2 separate regions of the Pan troglodytes genome follow, and region 2 is linked to region 1. A link is a contact called in public Hi-C data. All regions are on one chromosome and are shown on one strand. The core of a region is the stretch at or near the end of the contact, and the rest is flanking DNA. Distances in the headings are between cores, read along the strand shown.

Region 1 (7,584 bases), core at 2,945-5,444:
GCTTGTTAAGGGGACAAAGAGGAGCCATGCCTTGCAAACACAGGAAACAGCATGTGTGATGTAATGGAGATACAGAAAAGCCCGGGAAGTGAGGAGAACAGCAAACAGCTGGAGACACGAGGAATGCATGTTGCATGAGAGACAACAGCATTAACTTTTGTAAAGGAGACTAACAAAGTACAGAAAAAAACCCTAAAGGGCCTTGTAAGGCATGCTAAGGTGTTTGGAAATCCCCCAGAAGCACAGTGGAGAGGCTTATTATTTTATACCATCTACCTCCCATGACTTCAGCTATCACCTTTAGATCATGACTACCTCAAGTACGCCTCTAGCCAAGACACTCTCCCATACAGCAGACCCATGCTCCCAATAGTGTACTTAATATTTACCATATTCTCCTTGAAGTCTAAGAGCTCCCCTTTAAGATGTCCTATGTCAAGCGTTGTATCAAATCTTCAAGGCTACTCTACTCTACTCTGGAAAATCAAGCCAGAACCATCATCATCTTACATTTTTTCCTCCCACACTTCTGCACTTAAAACTTGGAGAATTTCCTTAAAATCCTACCTCTTCCTCACCTAGCACACACTCTTTAGTGTAAGTTTCTCCCCATATCTTGATTAGATACCGCAAAGTTTCTTACAGTCTCTCCTTGTTATTATACCATCTATGTCCCAATACCAATACTAAGAGTGATCTCTCCAAATAACAAAGCCCAACGCTCCACTCACTCCCTGGTGTCAAAGCCTCTGTAAGCTCACACTGCACACCTTGTAAAATGCAAAGTCCAAGCCCAAGTCATGCTCTTTATGAACTTTGCTTCAGCTTCTTAATATCCCAACATTTGGTTCAGCTCTATGCTAATATCACCTCATGTTATAAAGGCAAAGTGGCAGTAAAAACATAAAAAATAGGGAAAGTGTCTCTGCAATTGCTATTTAGTACAGCACTGTGCTGTACTACAATATATATCCCTTAGTGTGTATCCCCTGTGAGCTCTGTGAGGGTTAGCATTCTGCCTGGAATACTATAGGTGTTCAATAAATTTTGACTAAGTGAATAACTTTTAAAAGCCAAGTAAAAGAAGGTCCTGCAATTAAAATTATAAACTTTTACATCTAAAGAGGCAGTACTGGCCTGTATAAGAGTTTTGAAGACATATTTCTTTAATACCATCCTCTACTCAAAAAAGATTATATTCCATGGGGTAATTTCATCTAGACATCCCATCACGAACATCAATTCCACCATAACAAACTTATATCACAGATCACCCCCGAACTGCTAATCAGCATAAAAGACTTGTTATACCTACAGTGCTGTACAGAGTCTAAACCAGATTACAAATTTTATTCGGCACAATAAAAAACCAACTGGTTCTCAGGTTATCTAGCCCTATTAAGAACACAATGGAATGACTTATTAAACTTGGGTTTAAATGCACACATACACATTGCTCTAAAATTCAAACAATTCTAGGACAATATAGCACCACCACTTTTGGACACAAGATTAAGAGGTCATCATCTCTTTATCAGAGCATAATAAACACAAAAATAACTTCCAAAGACTCAAAATTGCAGACCAATATACCTGGTGACAAAGAAACATGATAAAAAGAAATATAGTACTACTGAATTTATATCAGGTAGAAAATTGGTTTAATTGACAATTACTACAAGTTTTATTTTATGGAATGTTCTCATCATATGTTCCAATAAATGAGCTCCCTTCTTTGCTCATTTAACTTTCCCATTTTTAATTACTGCCAGTTGTTTCTGAGTTTCAACAAAATTCAGACTAATTACTGAAAGCCAACAGCTTCCATTTGCTTGAGAATAGAGTCCAGGTTCGAATAATCTATCAAAAAGTTGTACGTATTTTAACAAGATAAGAACAATAACATCTATCTCTATAATAGCTAGCACTTACATAGTACTTATGTAGTATGTGCGAATCCTAGCATGTGCTTTATACACTTTGTTTTATTTAATATGAGGAAGATATTAAGGTGTATCCATTTTACATGTAGGGAAGCTGATGCACAGGGAAGCTAAATAACTTACTTCCTATTATACAGACAGTAAACAACCAAGCTGGGATTCCAACCTAGAGTTCATGCTCTTAACCTCTACACCCTATTAGATGAGAACTTTCCTTTAAGATACTGAGAGGTAGACTTGACAAGTAAAGAGGAATATTTTAATAGACAGTATTCCAGTCAATATTTCCTTATAAATCTTGAGGCAATAATTTCATCTATATGTTGTTGCTAATTTTGGTTATTAATATTTTATCAGGAAGCACAGAATATTCCTTTAAACATATAACTTTGAAGGTTTTACTGAGTGTACTCATCTGTTATTCCCTTCATTGGACAACAGAACTTTAAAACAGCACTGGCCAATAATAATGTGAGTTGCAAGGCCAGGCACAGTGGCTCATGCCTGTAATCCAGCTCTTTGGGAGGCCGAGGCAGGCGGATCATGAGGTCAGGAGTTTGACACCAGCCTGGCAAACATGGTGAAACCCTATCTCTACTTAAAAAAAAAAAAAAAAAAAAAAAGGTAGAAAATTAGCTGAGCATGGTGGCATGCGCCTGTAATCCCAGCTACTCGGGAGGCTGGGGCAGGAGAACTGTTTGAACCTGGGAGGCGGAGGTTGCAGTGAGCCGAGACTGCACCACTGCACTCTAGCCTGGGTGACAGAGCAAGACTCTATCTTGAAAATAAATAAAATAAAATAAAATATAATATAATAAAATAATGTGAGTTGCAAATGTGAGTCACATTTGCAATTTTAAGGTTTTTCTAGGAGTCACATTTTAAAAAGTAAAAGCAAGGTAAAAATAGGTATAAAATTAATTTTGATGATACAGTTTATGTAACCCAATGTATCTAAAATATAATTACAATGTGTAATTAATTTAAATGATTAAAGAGGACCTATAAATTCTTGCTTTCATACTCAAGCTCCAAAATCAAGTGTGTATTCTAGACTTACAGCACACCTCAATTAGAACTGGTCATATTTCAAATGCGCAACAGTCGCATGTGGCTAGTGTCTACAATCCTAAACAGCACAGCTTTAAAACAAATATCCAGTTTTGTAGTTAAAGTAAATCTAAAAAGATTGCTCTGTTCACACACTTCCTTCATAAACTTTGCCCCAGGATTAACTATCTTCTTTAAACTACAATGAAAAAGATCACATCTATGTAATACCTTCTAATGGCAGTGATGATAAAACATTAACTGTACTAACTGAAATATACCAGTCAGCAGTTCACAAGTCTAACGTGTCCAATCAGAATAGGTCCAGTAACACTTTCCGTAGGTCCAGTCTCATCACCTAATTTCTCTGTAGGGCCAAACATAAGGTTCGAAAAAAAGAGCTAAGTTAAAAAAAAAAAAAAAAAAAACATGCTATGGGTTTCTTTAAAAACATGCTCCGGTTAAGTCAAATTGTCTTCATTTCCAACCAGAAAACATTTCTCTCTTGACATAGTTGTCTACATGGAATACAGTTGAATCTGGTCATCTTACCCTGACATTTTCTTCAGTTAAAAGTCTAAATCACCCAAAATTTCCAGTCTGTATTTTCTCTCTCAGCGGTCAATCTGACTCTATCAACATGAGATCTGTGATGGTGGCGGAGGCTATAAAAAGGAACGGGTCTCCCATGGATAGCAAAGGCATTTGTTTTCACTTATATTTCATTTACTCATCAATTAAGTACATATTAACCCTACCACCCTATAATCTTGAAAATGTAAAAATTAATTTGAGATTTTTTCTCCCACTTAAGAGTAGGAATAACATCTAGTACAAACAGAATCTAACACACGCTGGATTATATTATTTACTCAGTAAAAAGCAATTGACTGTTAGTGATACCCATCCCCAGGCCACCCCAAAAAAGGCAGAGGGTGGGGGGAAGGAGAATGTCAAAACAAAAGGCCTATGCTAGAAAATTTCCAGGGAAAAAGAACAAACATCCTCTTTGGGAATTACTCTAGGCAACACAGCAAAGAATTATAGCACATAAACTGAGGTTACATAAACACTGTAATAAAATTCAGGGCTTGATTTATGGAAGCAGCCTGTCTCATGCTTACTTCTACAGAGAGCTGTGGCTCAGCCTGGAGGACCTGCGCCTGGAAACCAGCACACCAGTCCCAACACCTCTCCAGCGGCAGGAGGAGGGGCTGTGCTGGGAGCTGTTGTGCCTTCCAGTCAATGGCCTGTGGATGGGCATGAGAGGAAAGGAGGGAGGGCTGGCTAAAAACACCACACGCCAATACTTCTTCTTTTAAAGATGGAAATAATGAGATTTCACTTATGCACTCATAGCTCCAGTCTAGAGAGGGCTCTCCACCCCTACTCCCACCCTTCAACTCATATCACCACCAAGAGAATACATAGAGCAGTGAAATGCAAAGGGGAGGCCGGGCCCAGTGGCTCACGCCTGTAATCCCAGCACTTTGGGAGGCTGAGATGGGCGGATCACCTGAGATCGGGAGTCCGAGAGCAGCCTGACCAACATAGAGAAACCCTGTCTCTACTGAAAATGCAAAATTAGCCGCGCGTGGTGGCGCATGTCTGTAATCCCAGCTACTCGGGAGGCTGAGGCAGGAGAATTGCTTGAACTCAGGAGGTGGAGGTTGTGGTAAGCCAAGATTGAGCCACTGCACTCCAGCCTGGGCAACAAGAGTGAAACACTGTCCAAAAATAAAAAAAAAAAAGGAAGGAAGGAAGGAAGGAAGGAAGGAAGGAAGGAAGGAAGGAAGGAAGGAGGCAAGGAGGGAGGGAGGGAAGGAGGGAGGGAGGGAAGGAAATGCAAACGGGAGAGAGCATTTAGTACCAAATCCAATGCATTCAGAAAATGAAGGAGCTTCAAAATTTGCAAAGAAAACATTGTCTGTTCTTCATAAAATATAATTGTAAAAGGAGAAGCAGCCTTATGAAATCTGTGTCATAATTATGTCCAACGTTTCTGTATTATTCAAGGGAGAGGAGGGGAGGGGAGGGCAAAGCTCACAGAGATAAGTCTTACAATATGACCCTGGCATTTTTATTAAATAAAGCTAATTCTATCTTCCAAAAGGATGTTTTATTGTTATGTGCAGCAAAGAGGCGAGCTTGGCTATGGATCTGCCCCATTTATGCATAATGACATCAGAGGTCATCCATAATTTCCTTCCAAGTCAGCCTTGGGAATAGTCAGGAAAGGTTCTTTAAATTTTATTTTTGTAAGTTAATTTGATAAATCTATAGTTCAACAGACTGTCATGAAACACTTTAAGCTCTGCAAGGTTTTTTTTTTTTTTTTTTTTTTTTTTTTTAGTGAGTGTGCCCTTCTGCTTATAGCTCTACTTTTACATATAAAATAATTCCAAAATGTGTCAGATAATTAGACTGGGCCGTGAGAATGCTGAAATCATATTGTTGCAATATGTCTCCAAGCAAAATACTGGCTGAACTCTATAAGAAGCATGTAGGTTTCTATCAGCTGGTTTATTAGGCTCACCTCACAGCAAATGTGCAACTGGAAAGAACCACAAGACCTCAAATAAACAGCTTCATGTCTGAGTCAGTGACCTTTTACAAGCATTCGTAAAGACTTCATGCAGAATAGAGAGGTGTCACTGGTGAGCCTGGGCTAAAACAGATTCTCCCGAAGAAAGTTCCAGAATAAGATTGTGAAATAGAACTAAACAGTGCCATCTGGTGCAAGAAAAACAGGGAAAAATATTAGCTATAGGACGACGAGGCAGTGCCTTACTTTAAACCTCTATTCATATTAGAACTTGCTTTACTTTTTTTCAGAGAAAGGTTCCAGTATTTAATGCACAATTTTTTTACACATTTAAAATAATGAGGAAAAAATTGGAAACAGTATTACTAAGTTTTCCATCAACCTAAACCATCAGCAATTAAGCTACACAAACTTAAAAACCATTATCACTCCTGGCTCCAGTTTTGATAGGCTCTGCCTCATCTGTTTCAACAGGAACCTTGAAAGTCTTATTATCAATTTTTTTATCCTTTGAATTCCTCTTTAGTTTAGCAAACTATTTCAATATGTATCTCCTCTATTCCTCTTTTCCTCCAAGAAATAATGCTGTTCAAGTAAGATTGTTCTAATAATTATAATTTATGCTCAATTTTTTTTGGGGGGGTGGGGGTGCAGATTGGCTTCTTGCAATGTGTAATGCTTTACTGAAAACTTATTCTCTAGGCATTCCAGTAACTCTTACCCACTTTCCAATAACAAACACAATGAAATGAATGAATGAATGAAACAGCAACTCCACCAACAACTTACAAGGAGGCCATTAAGTTAATTTTAATAAGCCATTTCTAACAGAAAATTGCAACTCTGATAATTCCATAAATACTTTATAATCCAGTTATTTGGAGAATCCAATAAAATTTTCCAGGTTACCAAAATTGATACTAGTTTATAAGAAAACAAAATAAAACTAGCAAAAAAAGATAATAAAACTGGGGTATCTGGGAATGAAAATATTACCTTCACTGTTATCATATTCAAAGACAAGTTTTCTAGATTCCTTTACAAAATAATTATCCATTCCCCAAGCTATTTCTGATTATAGAATCACAGAATCTTAGGGGCAGAAAAGGCTCAGATAAGATTTTAAACCCAGAAGGTAATAAATCAACTTCATTGTTTTAAAAAAGGCAAACACATATACATACATACCCAAGAGTGTCTGCTTTTATTTTTCCTCCCATAATGGAAGTAAATGATGCAATAAATCCTTTGAGTATACAGATAAGCTAAGATGAAACATCCCTTGCTGGCAGGCTTTGTGCTTCAAGTCTTATACTGTGAATTACTATCAATGAAACTACTGGAATTCATGTGAATTTCACAGTTCATTCTTATCATTAGTACAGAGAGGGAGAGAAATTTGTAAGCATGGGGATGAAACAGGGATCCTAATGAAAACACATAATCAAGTCTATATTCCACTAGTTCAGGATAACTAGAGACATATGGTAAAATGAATGAATGCATGGTAAAGAAGAACAAAAATACTAAAATTAGTATATTTTATGGATAATATTTTTTTAAGAGAGTATGAAGTTTTTGTATTCCCTTTTCCACAAACTCCTTGCATTTAAAAGCCACATAGGAAGTTTTCCTCTTCAGTAGCCTGTAGATGGTGCTACTAAACTGTTTTTCTTTTGCCTGAAAATTCTTGCAGTTTTATCACTAGAGGAAGCTAATTTATATTATTTCACTCCTTGTAAAGTTTGGAAGGGTGTGTGGGAATTACCCTATTTTCTCATTGATCACTCTATACTTACACATGGATCACTTTCTTAGAAAACGGATGTGTTAAAGAAATCCCATGTAAACTTAATGTTTACAATCAAGTTAGTATAGATATCTACTGGATGAAATAATTGTTGAGGTATAAAAAGCCATGGGGACCAACCCATCTTGTGTATCTCCACTTCCAGACACAGACATTTAACAGCTGAGCAAAGAATTAATCCAGAGCACAGAAATGGCACCCCAGGGTAACCTGCAGTGGCTTCAGGACCTTTAACC
Region 2 (7,584 bases), core at 3,487-5,986, 120 kb before region 1:
CATACTCTTACTGCTATTTTATTACATAATGTTCTTCAAAAATATCTAGACAAATTCTGCTTCTTTAAAAGCAGAGCAGGCCAGGTGCACTGGCTCACACCTGTAATTCCAGCACTTAGGGAAGCCAAGGCGGGCAGGTCACCTCAGGTTCAGGAGTTCAAGACCAACCCAGTCAACATGGTGAAACCCTGTCTCTACTAAAAATACAAAAATTAGCCAGGTGTGGTGGCAGCGCCTGTAGTCCCAGCTACTCGAGAGGCTGAGGCAGGAGAATCTCTTGAACCTGGGAGGCAGAGATTGCAGTGAGCCAAGATCACACCACTGCATTCCAGCCTGGGTGTCTGCCCTAATGCTTCCTACCCAGGCAGCTGAAAATATTGGGAGAGTTTAGAAACCACCGTGAGGAAAGGCATCTTGCTCAGAGAGCCTGCATAAATGTTTGTAGACAGACTGATGGTCACAGATCTGAAGAATCAATTCACACCTGAAGATCAACGAGTTCAATTACAAAATACTCAGGAGTACCACTGGAGTGTAAAGCTAACTAAATTCATGGATATTCTGTAACTTCCTTAATAATGTATCAGAAAGCTTCAAGTGTATTTTTTCAGCCTGATTAGTTGTCAAGTTCAAGGAATTTAATTTTATCCAAAGAAATCACATTCCCCAAACAAGTCTTGTGACTTAGTACGTCCTTATGCCAAATGTACTTCAAATATATTGTGCACTACATTAATATAAATTCCGAGAGAATGTCACTGTCATCAATATATACACATGTGCAGTCTAGACTGTACTTCTGTATATTTTTTAAATGCCTAGAAAAAAGAGGCATGTAAACTGTAAAAATCAAATTAGATTTGAGACTTACTCTTTGATATGGGTTATTTAAAAGTATGTTATCGAATTTCCAAAAATTTGAGGACATTCCGGGTATCCTTCTGTTACTGAGTTCTAGTTTAAGTCTGTTGTGGTCAGTGAACATAATTTGCATCATTTCAATGCTTTTACACTTATTGAAATTTACTTAATAGCTCAAAATATGTCTACACTGAGTATGTCATGTGCATTTGGACAAAAAACTGTATTTTGCTGTTGAAGGGCACATTCTATAAATGTTGATTGAGTCAAGGTGACCGGTAGTGTTGCTCAAGTTTTTGGTGTCCTTCCTAATCTGTGTTAACTTGTTCTATCAATGTGAGGGATGAGCAATGAAATCTCAAACTTTATTAGTGGATTTGTCTATTCTTCCTATAATTCTATTAGTTTTTGCTTTATGTATTCTGAAGCTCTGTTATTGTGTACATAGGCCTTTTTCTTGATGAATTCTTGTTTTCTTGATGGACTGATCCCTTTATCACTATATTGTGTGTGATACCATGCTTTATACTTGGTAATATTGTGAAGTCTACTGTATGGATATTAACAAAACCACTTCTGTTTTTGTTTTGTTTTGTTTGTTTTTGTTGAGAGTCTCCCTCTGTCATCCAGGCTGGAGTGCAGTGGTGCAATCATGGCTCACTGCAACCTCTACCTCCCAGGTTCAAGTGATTCTCCTGCCTCAGCCTCCAGAGTAGCTGGGATTACAGGCATGAGCCACCACACCTGGCTAATTTTTATACTTTCAGCAGAGACAGGGTTTCACCATGTTGGCCAGGCTGGTCTCAAACACCTGAACTCAAGTGATCCAGCCGACTTCTAAAGTGCTCAGATTATAAGCATAAGCCCAGACCACTCCAGTTTTCTTTTGATTAGGGTTTGCACGACATACTGTTTTCCATCCTCTTTGCTTTAAAATAGTCATGGCTCTGTATTTAAAATGGGTTTTTTGCAGGCAGCACAAAATTGGGTTTTACTTTCTATCCAATTTTATAATCTCTGCTTTTTAACTGACCAATTATATTTAGTGTAATTATTGCTAAGGATGATATGGTATCTATGTACTATCATACTTTAAAATAAAGTCATCTGTTCTTTTGTTCCCTTCTTTCTTAATTTTTTTGCCTTCTTTTGTATTAGCTGAGCATTTTTATGATTTCATTTTATTGGCTTGTTAATTATATCTTGTACTTTATCTTTTTCCCCAATGGCTGCTCTAAAATTCACAATATACGTTCTTAACTTATCATAGTCTACTTTGAAATGTTATTATACTATTTCATGTATAGTACAGAAACCTTACAACAGTATATTTCCATTTAAACCTTACAACAGTATATTTCCATTTCCTCCCTCCCATCCTTTAAGGTATTATTGCCAAAATTTTATTTTAACATGTTATAAACCCCATAATATAGAATTATTATTTTTGCTTTAAACCAGCACCAGATAGTAAATAATTTAGACTTTGCAAGCCATATATGCTCTCTGTTGCATATGCATTAATTATTCTATATTTAAAAAAAAATTTTTACAACCCTTAAAATAAATTATTTGCTCATGGGCTGCACAAAACAAGCCTGATGTTAGATTTGACTCATATTGGTCCATTCTCACACTGCTATAAAAAACTACCTGAGACTGGGTAATTTACAAAGAAAAGAGGTTTAATCGACTCATGGTTCCACAGCCTTAACAGAAATTATGACTGAGAGGCCTCAGGAAACTTATAATCATGGCAGAAGGTGAAGGGGAAACAAGCACGTGTTACCACAGGGGAGCAGGAGAGAGCAAGCAAGCAGGAATTGTCACACACTTTTAAACCACCAGATCTCATGAGAACTCACTTGCTATCATGAGAACAGCAGTGGGGAACTGCCCCCATGATCCAATCACCTCCCACCAGGCCCTTCCTCCAACACGTGGGGATTACAATTTGAAATGAGATTTGGGTGGAGACACAGAGTCAAACCATACCAGGCTCATTGTCAACCCATACTCTAATCTCATTTCAAAAGATTAGAAGAAAAAATGTCTTGTCTATTTATTCATATTTTTATATTTCTGGTGTCCATCATTCCTTTGTGTAGAACAAAATGTTCTTTCTATAGAGCAGCGTACTCCTGCTATCTGAAGAGTTTTCCTACTGTCTGAAGAGCTTCCTGTAAGCTCTTCAGATAGACCTGTTCTGCTAGCAAAACTTCTCTTGCTTCATCTGACGAAGACTTAATTTACTTTCCGTTTTGCAATATATTTTTCCTGGATACAGTATTCTAGGTTGAGGGTATTTGTTCTTTCAGTTTTTTAAAGATGTCACTCCAACTCTTTTCACTAACATAATTTCTGACATAAAATGTACTGAGCTTTTATGTATTATACCTCTGCAGGAATATTTATTTTTTTCTCTGTCTTCAAGACTTCTTCTTTATCTTTGATTTTCAGCAGTCTGACTTCAGTGTACGTAGGTATGCTTTTCTTCATATTTATTCTGAGTCTGTGGTTGGCTATCTTTCATTTTGGAAAATTCTCAGCCATTATCTCTTCTAGCGTTTCTTCTAGCCTATTTTCTCTCTCTTGAAGTATGTTAGGCTGTTAGGAAATTTTCTACGGCAACGCTCCATTTTTTATTTCCACTCTTTTTGCTCTATTTCAGTTGAAAGGCTTTATTAGCCTATCCTCAAGGTCACTTATTCTTTCCTCTATCGTATCAAGTCTGTTGATAAACCCACAGAAAATTTTTTCATATATGATATTGTTTTTCATTTCTAGCATTTTCTGACTCTTACAGATTCCATCACTCTACTAAAATTCCACATCGCGATTTATGTATATTGTCCACCTTTTCCATTAAACCTTTTAATACAGTAATCATAGTTATTTCAAGGTCCCTGTCTGAAGTTTGCATGTCAGATTTTGTTGACTATTTTACATCTTGAACAGTCACCTTTTTTTTTTTATCTTACGTGAGTGTGTCTATGTCATAATTTTTTTAATTGAACCCAAACTTTATGTATAAAAGAAACTCAGGTAAATAATATTTCTATCTGGAAATGGGTAACTACTTCTTTCAAGCTGTTAGCATGGGGGGACTGAATAAATCTACTCAGTAGTTGAATTGTGTCTGTATTTTACTGTTGCTATAACTAGTGTTGATGCACCACAGGATAAAAATTCCTCCTCTGATAGACTGCTGTGACATAGTCTTTTGTGAGTCTAGAAGATTCAAAACAGAGGCCAACTGAGGGTCTAATCATGAGAAAAACATCAAAAAAAATTTTAATCCAACCAATAGAAGAACATTCTCTAAAATACCTGACCAGTACTCCTTAAAACTATCATCAAAAAGAAGAACTATCTGAGAAACTGTCACAGTCTACAGGCACCTGAGGAGATACAATGACTAAACATACAACATAGTATCCTACTTTAGATAGGATACTACAACAGAAAAAGATCAGTAAAGTATAAACTAAGAAAATTTGAATAAAGTATGTACTTCATTTAATAATGTAGCAATATTGGTTTACTACTTACAACAATTACATCTACTTATAACAACTACATCTTACAAGTGTAAGATGTAACAACAGGGAAAACTAGATTGATTTTATACGAGAATTCTACCTGCATAACTTTGTAATCTAAATCTATATAGAAATGAAAGTTTATTTTATTTTTTGCTGTCAAAAAGGTTTTCTCAGTGTTCATGATCCACCCTAAACTTACAGTAGGACCTAAGTAGGACCTGCACATAAGCATTGCAGGGTGTCTGCGTTTCTTCCCATGCTCTTGCCACTCCTCTAGCAGTAGACTGCAAGCCTGTTACTGTTTCTTTGTTATGGTTGAAGGCTCTTGGAGGGGGGAAGGAGAATTTCTCAGTTCTCCTGCTCCAAGCACAGTCTTAGCCTAGCCCTGCACATCTGGGACTCAAGTACATGACTTTCTTAGCATTTCTTCCTCCACCCCAATGACATGTAATCTCTGCTTCCTACTCAGTTCAGGGTATGAAATACAATCAGTTTTCTTCCCCACATCCCTCCCATGGGGAAGCCAAGTTTTGCCTTGTATTGGTGGAATATCTCGGGCATGAGAAAGTTTCCTGTTCCTCTACCAGAGGTAGAGGATCAGTGCATCAGTGCAGAATTGTGGGCAAAATGATCTCTCTCAACTGCAAATGACGTTTGCCCCATTTCTTTGCAAAGCAGGGGGAGATTCATAGTCCTTCCCCCACAGCAGCTAATCTTTGTTAGGACTAGAATGGCAAACAGGTTTCTTGCCTCTCTCCCAGTAGCATATGGCTTTTGCATTGTATCTGAGAAGTGTCTGGGGAATGGGCATGACAGAGCGAAATCTAAATTTCAAATTTCTGGTTCAGTATCAATTGCTAAAGATATCTAAAGATCTCTCCCTCTCCTTCTCCCTCCCCCTCTGCCCCCCCCAACCACAACCTAACACTCATCTTTGGTATGAATGTGCCTAGCATCAGTTTGGAACATTCTACTGGCTTAGTTTCTACATGCTAGACTTACTCGTATGAACTCTCTGAGCTCTGGGAACATCTCGTCCTGGGTGTTTAAACATATGAACTATGCTGTCCCATTCCAGCCTCAGTTAACTTATCTAAACCAAACCTCATAGCTGGCAGCCATGAGGTGGCTGCACACCACTCCTCTCTATTGACCCTCTCCCAAACCTGATCCTGCCTAGCCAGCCCTCCCTGTCACAAGAAAGGCAAAGTCATCTCTTTTAAAAAAAGCAAACCTCTTCCTGGTCCTCTCCCCACCTAGTATAACATTTTGCGGTAATTACAAACCAAATAAACACAGCCATTATAAGTAGTTCAATTCAGTATCATGAAATTATTTCTTAGCTTCCAATTTATTTATCGTTCTATCAATATATATGCATGGAAAGAATATAAAAGAGCATATAGAGAGCATTTTCAAAGAGGTTTACCAAATGTTAACGCTGGTTATTTCTGTGAAAAGGGTAAGATTTGCACTGATGTGCTCACATTTTCTTCGTACATTTTTCTACCACGTAAATATTTTATAATAATGGGGCATCATTTTTATAAAAATATGCTTTCGTTTAATAATACAATTAAAGACAGTAATCAGATTGGGAGTCTCTTGGCTCTGATTTATAGTAGCAGTCTTAGGTGGTTTGAGAAAATTAAAGAGTTAACACAGTGGAAGAAGACTCTCAAAGACATTGACTGCACAAGAACCAAGAAGGGGAACAACATAGAATTTTAAACTTCATGATCAGGTGCACAAACTAAAGGTTCTCCTTTATTTCTTAAATCTATCCAGAATAGGAAATTCTACACTGTTGATTTTTTTTAATTAAAAATTGTCCTCTTAAAAATATTGTCCTCAATTTTATATTTTTTATCTGATCTTGGAATAAAGCTGATTTCATCAGAGGCCGTTAATCCTTCACTCAAAAACCAAAAAATGAATAATCATTCTCCTAGTAATCCTATCAAGGAGTATGCCAGTAACTATTGTACATAAATGTATTTAGGAAACCCCCTTCAATAACTCCAACAGTATTTTTCTTTGACAGGAAATACTGCCCCTGTAATTCCTTTTAGAAAAGTTTGTAAAAAATTACACCACGAGGCCACTGGATGTCACTGCAGGTTTATGGAGTGTTACCCACTGGGGCTTAAGCTGGGCTATAAATAAAGGGACTCTTAAAGTACTCGAAAGGGGCTGGGAAGTAAGTTGTCAGCCTCTAAGGATATATGAGTATAGCACTGATGCACTGGTGGTACAAAATATGCCAATGATAAGACCTTTCTACAAATTTGTGACCGAAATAGCTGAAGAAAAGGTGGGGAACAAATAATCTAAGGTTAACCGATCTAGTTGCCAAGTGTAAGAATAAAAGGCCATAAACCTAATCTTGCCAATCAAAGAAAATGAGAAATTTGAATGTAAGCAGGCATTAAAAAGTCAAGGTTGGTGACCTGTTCCTCCAAAAGCGACTTAAAAAACAAAAACAAAAAGCTTTCATCAAGGATAAGCTGGGATCACCCTAAGAAACTGGTGTAAAAGAAAGAACATCCCATTTAGAGACCAGTGTCGCATATTTAACATAGAATAAAGATTGCATCACCTACTATCTCATAAGCCTTAGAATTTTCAGTGAAAAAAAAAAAAAACTAGCAAGAAAAATTGGGGGAAAGATTCATTAAACAAGCACAGCAAATTAAATAGGAAATGTCAGATGTCCCCACAGGGGAAGTCAGATGCTTGATTTTACTCCTGTTTCCTTTATAACCTCTCTAAATCCCCAAAGAAGTTACTGTTAAAAAACTCAAAAACAGGACTTTGTCTTCAAGGGTAAAAAAAGGAGAGAAAGAGATAGATTTAAAGCAAAATAACTGCCTAATTCCCACGGAAATAGAACTCCATGGGATTAGTTTCAGCATCATTATATCAGGAACGCACAAGTTCTGTTTCCATATTGATTAATTCCAGCCGAGTTGAAATTTGCATGCAATTTACAATCATTCCCTTCCACAAATGTCTTCATTTAGTAGTATTTTGAGCCTGGCATGACAAGATTATTGCAAATCACAGCTCCATCAAAGAAGAATCTGCTAAAAAATCACAATTTCATTGGAAATGCTGCAAAAAGCAATGATTGGTTTAGGAAGAATAAACACAGTTTTATGTAGCTAGTATATTATTC

What was found. A called contact is a pair of places that touch in the nucleus more often than the background predicts.
Region 2: a Hi-C map of induced pluripotent stem cells shows a contact between it and region 1, with 1.7 times the contacts expected there. The contact joins two enhancer-like sites. A contact is called at or near these places in 4 of 7 Hi-C or Micro-C datasets (blood, induced pluripotent stem cells and stem cell-derived neural progenitor cells) and 1 of 1 other capture datasets (stem cell-derived neural stem cells).

What each region holds. Positions count from the first base shown.
Region 1 is chr6:78,666,486-78,674,069 of NHGRI_mPanTro3-v2.0_pri, reverse strand. The region is part of intron 2 of AUTS2 (activator of transcription and developmental regulator AUTS2); the gene reads right to left. Among named protein-coding and RNA genes, the nearest start is that of AUTS2, 440 kb to the right of the region's middle. Within about 2 kb of position 4,194, at least 2 of the 24 cell types and tissues checked have an H3K27ac peak or open chromatin away from gene starts, as enhancers often do. A contact at or near this core is called in induced pluripotent stem cells, where this site is marked.
Region 2 is chr6:78,785,898-78,793,481 of NHGRI_mPanTro3-v2.0_pri, reverse strand. The region is part of intron 4 of AUTS2 (activator of transcription and developmental regulator AUTS2); the gene reads right to left. Among named protein-coding and RNA genes, the nearest start is that of AUTS2, 560 kb to the right of the region's middle. Within about 2 kb of position 4,736, at least 2 of the 24 cell types and tissues checked have an H3K27ac peak or open chromatin away from gene starts, as enhancers often do. A contact at or near this core is called in induced pluripotent stem cells, where this site is marked.